Linked DNA regions of Gossypium hirsutum: region 1 is linked to region 2. Evidence: chromatin contacts called from public Hi-C data. All regions are on one chromosome and are shown on one strand. Each heading gives the region's core, a stretch centred on a gene start, on an enhancer-like site or on the middle of the called end of the contact. The rest is flanking DNA. Distances are from core to core; before and after follow the strand shown.

Region 1 (2,810 bases), core at 276-2,775, 38 kb before region 2:
ATTGATGTTAGGCAGCCTCTAAAGACACGGAAAAAAATCAAGTTGTCCGAATCAAATTTTACTTATGCAAAATTCAAATATGAAAAATTAACTTTATTTTGCTTCTTATGTGGCTGTCTTGGTCATGGAGATAGTTTCTGTCCTACAAGGCTATAATGTGGGATACAGGAAGTAGAAATGGGGTGGGATTTGACTTTGAGGGCGCAGCCGAGGAAGGCCACCACCGTTAGTAGCATCTGGCTCAGGGAGGAGGGAGACAATTCTTTTTTTGGAAAGAATCGTGTTGATGTGAAATCTGGACAAATTTCTAGGCAAAATCATGGGAAATGATCATGGGTTGATTTTAATTCTATCCTAGGAATTAATTTGGAAGGCTCTAAATCTTCAAACGATTCAAATCAGAGGCAGGATTCACACCAGTGTTTGGGGAAAGAGTTGGCTAATTGTCAACGTCAACAGATGAAATTTTGTTTGAATGGGCTGGAATCAATTAAGGCTCGGGCTGTTGTGGATTGTGCTAATGGATTGGACTTCACGAGAATGGATTGTCAGTTGGAGGAGAACCCAATTTCCAATAATGAGGGAAAGAAAAGACAAAGGTCTGACTTTTTAATTTCCAAGGGTTCCAATGCTATTCGATGGAGATAAGTGGGGGGTATTCAACTCACCAAAAAACTGTATCGGTGGCTACCGGTGGGTATGCCAACTGGAAGCCATGAAAATTTTATGCTGGAATGTTCACGGATTGAGGAGTTCGTGAACAATACGTCATCTTCAGCATATGCTGAAAACTTATCATCCCCACATGGTCTTCTTTATGGAGACAAAATTGAATGCTTCCCGTATGGAGAATGTTAGGAGGCGTTGTGGTTTTATTAACGGTATTGATGTTTCTACGGAGGAGACTTGAGGGGGATTAAACCTTAGGTGGAATGGTGGTCATTTGGTAACTTTGAAGAATTTCTCCAATAATCATATTGACGTGAAATTCAAGAAGAGGAGGGGACACCAAGGTGGCGATTCATGGAGCTCCGGATGTAAGAGATAAAGCTGTCACGTGGGATTTGCTTAGGCGATTGGGGCAGACTATTTCATTAACATGGTTGGTTGGAGGATATTTCAACGATATTCTTTTTGCTAATGAGAAGCAAGGTGGGAATTTAAGGGATAAGACCAGAATGGAGGCTTTTCGCATAACTTTGAAAAATTGTCAGTTAGTTGACATTGGCTTCTCTGGACCTTGGTTCACTTGGGAGAGGGGTCATGTATTGGAAAATAATATAAGAGAAAGAATTTATAGGGGTGTTGCTACGGATGCATGGATTCAACTTTTTCCATCGTATTCTTTGAGACACTTTCTTTACTCTTTTTCGGATCACTGTCCTTTACTTAATGAGACGAAAGTAAGCGGTCTGGGTAACAGAACTAGACAATTCTATTTTTGAAGCATGGTGGGTTTTGGATGAGTCATGTGCGGAAGAGATTCGAGAGTTATGGGAGGGTATCTTGGGTTCTTATCCAAATCGTATTGCAATGCTTACTAAGGGACTGAAAAGATGGGGGGACATCATTATGGCTAATAAATGTCATGAGGTCAAAAGTTTAACAAGGAGATTGAGGGTTTGAATTGTGCCGAGCGCTCGGAGGAATCGATGGTCGAGCTTGTTGATGTCAAATTACACTTAAATAAGGAGATGGAAAAGAAAGAACGATTTTTGGAACAACAAGCAAGAGCAAATTGGTTGAAATTGGGGGATAATAACACTTCTTTTTTCATAAGTTTGCTTCTCAAAGAAAGCGTACGAATCGAATTCGTGGTTTGCAAAGGAATGACGGTTCTCTTGCCACAAATTGTAATAAAACTGAGAATATTACTCGAGATTATTTTGCTGATCTTTTTGAGTCTCGTAAAATAGAAAATTTGGACCATATTTTGTCGGGGGTACCGCTTTGCATAACTGACAGCATGAACCAAAGCTTGATGGCTAGTTATACAGAGGAGGAAATTGTTGCGACACTAAATGGAATAGGGCCTACGAAAGTTTCAGGACCAGATGGGTTTCCAGCAAATTTTTACCAAAAGTATTGGCACATTATTGGTAAAGATACTAGCATGTTCTGTTTGGATATTTTGAATAATGGCAAATCTTTAGATGAGATAAATAGAACACAATTGGTTCTAATACCAAAAATCTCAAACCTTCTTAATTTGAAGAATTTTGGCTCGATTAGCCTTTGTACGGTAATTTATAAAATTATTGCCAAAACAGTTGCTAATCGTCTACAAAAAGTGTTGGATGAGTGTATTGATGACTCTCAAAGTGCCTTTGTGCCGGGTAGACTCATAACTGACAATGTTTTGCTAGCATACGAGATACTTCACTCTTTCAAAAACAAAAGAACAGGGCAAAAGGGTTTGATGGCTCTTAAGCTAGATATGAGCAAGGCCTATGACCATGTGGAATGGCCATTCATTAAAGGTATAATGTCAAAAATGGGTTTTGTTGACCCTTTTATTGATTTTATACTTCACTGTATTAGTTCTGTCCAATTTTCAATTTTGTTTAATGGTAAAGAAGGGCCTAAATTTAATCCATCAAGAGGACTACGTTAGGGAGATCCTTTAAGCACTTATTTATTTTTGTTCTGTGGAGAAGGGTTATTTGCTCTGACAAGACTTGCTTGCCAGGAACGAAAAATTTCTGAGTGCTAAGGTTTGTAGAACGTCTCCACCAATCACTCATCTCATGTTTGCGGATGATTGTATACTGTTTGGAGAGGTTTCGGATGGAGGAATTCAGGTGATTAGA
Region 2 (2,700 bases), core at 113-2,612:
AAGAGAAAGATTACTCCATATATCTTTAGATTCTCAGTTCCATTTCATCATGAAAGCATTGAAGTAGCTCCCTTAATTTTCTTCCTCTTAGCAGTAGAAGTTTTCTCCAGATCTGCTAATTTGCCACCTTATTTTTTCACCCTCTTTTAAGCTTTTAATGTCAAAAACTCAAAAGACATAAAGGAAACAACCGAACAACGAAACAAGGGTTGAAACCAGACAAGCTAACAGCTTTTCAGACCTTGAAGGAGGGGGAGGAGTGTGGTGATAAAATGGGAAGTAAGGAACAATGGGGTTCGGAGGTGGCGGTGTTGGGTAGTTTTTGTACGTTGGTGGAGGGTAATACATGCCGCCAATGAGACCACCCGGCGGCGGGGGAGTATAGTTGTTGTTGTTGTTACCCCCGGATTGAGCTGGTGGTGGTTGGAGAGTAGTAGTAACTGCCACCACCACTAGAGCTGGCGGTTGTTGTTGTTACCCACATCAGCACTGTGCAAGGATTCATCCTGAAAAGAAAACCATACTTGGAAATTGAAGCAAGCTAAACGATATTTTGCAAGGATTCATCCTCAGACTCCTCCATGCTCTCATCATCATCCCTGAAGTAGTTTCCTCCTCGATATTTCGATCAATTTCAGCAAGAATTAATAGTGTCACTGATGTTACCGGAATCATTTGTTCCCCTACCGACAGTTTATTACACCGCATGCTCTCCATCATGATTTTGAGAGGTGGCTCCTTTGCAAGTTAAGTTAAACAAAAATATATTTTATTTCTAAAAGATTTAGTATTTATTAGTATAATATATTTAACATTTATTAGCATAGTTTATTTGACTTGCTAATTTAGCCTATAAACTCTTTTACAACCTTAGAATAGACACCCATTAGATATTAGAACTTATAACACATTTTAGAGAATTTTGTGTTTACGCTTTGAAGGTTCTTTATTTTCGAGTTTTTGGGGTTTAGTTTTTTATCTCCATCTTTTGTACTCTTCGTTCTTTTGCCATTATAGTAAAATTATCTTTGCCCGTGGTTTTTATCCTCTTTAGAGAAATTTTTACACGTTAAATTTGTGTGTTTAATTTTTTAATTTATTATGTTATTTTTACTTGTTCGTTGCTTAAGTCCGGTCAATTCTACCAGTAAATTTGAAGATGGAGAATATAATGAGGGAATATTTGAACCATTACCCCCCATTGGCTTGCATGTCGGCTTTTGTGGGTTCCTACTTCTCATCCATTCTAACCACTCTATGCTTCATTTTGCTTAAAGTGGTTACAACTTGGGTAGTAGTGAACCGATCCCAAGCAGGGACATTAAGTTACCATCACTGACCCATAATCGAAGTTCCCTTAACAACAAACCTTGTACAGAGTTAGACGGCCTCAAGGCCCTCGTGCCAACTTTGGGTCTATTACTGATCATCATACCTTTTCCTTTATTTTTGTCCGAAATTCAGCCCATTTCGCCTAACCATAAAAAAGATGTGGAATTTAAAAAAAGTTCAAAAAACAATAAAATATAAAAAAGAGAGTATATTTTTATGAAATTTATATAAGAAAGTCATGAAACATGAGAAGTACTTAATATTTGGTATATTGAGATGAAAGAAGTCAACATGCTGTCAGTGTGGTAGTATGGAAATACTGTCCAACAATTGGGTGATTGAAAAATGGAGGGTGCATGACACAATTGAAAAATCAACTTATTCTATTTGTTTGTTGATGTTAAGGAAGAAGGGGGGCAGTAGGCCCATGTCTTCCATTCTCAAGGTGGTAATATTCAGCTTGCATGTGATTGATTTCGTGGGGAAGAAGGTGGTAATAATTTCCAGCCTAAAACCCACATGGCTTGGATTTCTTTAAAACTATTCCTTCTCTCTCTCCATCACATTTAATCATGTGCTAATGATTTGCTGGGCATCGTGCTTGTTTCACCATTTATTTGCTTCTTTTTGGTTTTCAAGTTTCAATTTAAAAATATTTAAACATTATTGAGAAATCCTATTTATAATATTTTGAAATATTTATTACACATTAGTTAATTTATTTCTTGGGATTCAAGTTGTCGTTTTTTTTAAAAGTATATATATAAATAGTACTTAATAAAGTAAGTTGCTACTTGCGATGCAAGGCATTGATCAAAAGGAAGGTCATGTTTTTCATTATAGCATTTATATCATGTCATTGTAGACGAGGCCACTGACGACGGTGGCTTAACTCGCGAGGGCCACTCTATCATCTCAGCTTCGCCAAGCAAGCTTTTAGCCCAAAAAGTTTGGGCTTGGTATAATTCCTTAGTTTTAAGTTTATTTTAATAGCCCATTTTTATTTATTTTTAATTGTTGTATTTATGTCATACTAACTATAGTTATGTGAAATTAATTTTTATATATATATATTTTCTAAATCTTACATTCTTATGTATATATTTATAACGTATAATGACATGTCAATTAAAGTGATTCTTTTTTTAAAATATTTTCTTAATATTGCATGAATATGTATATATATTTACATTTATTTACTTATTTTCTTTATGTAATTATGATTTGTATATTTATTTATGTTTAACTCCATGTACCCATCCATATGTGGTGAATTAAATTTATGCTAAATTAGATGTTGGTTAAATTATTTTCAAATGCATAAGGAAACATTTTGATTTAATATAGATCCTCATCTATCAATATATT

The links. Hi-C and Micro-C count contacts between places; a contact is called where the count stands out from the background.
Region 1: a Hi-C map of leaf shows a contact between it and region 2, with 3 times the contacts expected there. The contact joins two enhancer-like sites. A contact is called at or near these places in 6 of 34 Hi-C or Micro-C datasets (callus, hypocotyl and leaf).

The regions. Positions count from the first base shown.
Region 1 is chrA12:12,894,371-12,897,180 of Gossypium_hirsutum_v2.1, reverse strand. It overlaps LOC121211295 (a long non-coding RNA gene), which reads right to left. Exons shown (of 4, transcript XR_005906609.1): 4 at 2,178-2,810. Among protein-coding and RNA genes, the nearest start is that of LOC121211295, 3.6 kb to the right of the region's middle. Within about 2 kb of position 1,525, at least 7 of the 9 cell types and tissues checked have an H3K27ac peak or open chromatin away from gene starts, as enhancers often do. A contact at or near this core is called in hypocotyl and leaf, where this site is marked.
Region 2 is chrA12:12,856,428-12,859,127 of Gossypium_hirsutum_v2.1, reverse strand. No RefSeq gene overlaps it. Among protein-coding and RNA genes, the nearest start is that of LOC121211295, 34 kb to the left of the region's middle. Within about 2 kb of position 1,362, at least 4 of the 9 cell types and tissues checked have an H3K27ac peak or open chromatin away from gene starts, as enhancers often do. A contact at or near this core is called in hypocotyl and leaf, where this site is marked.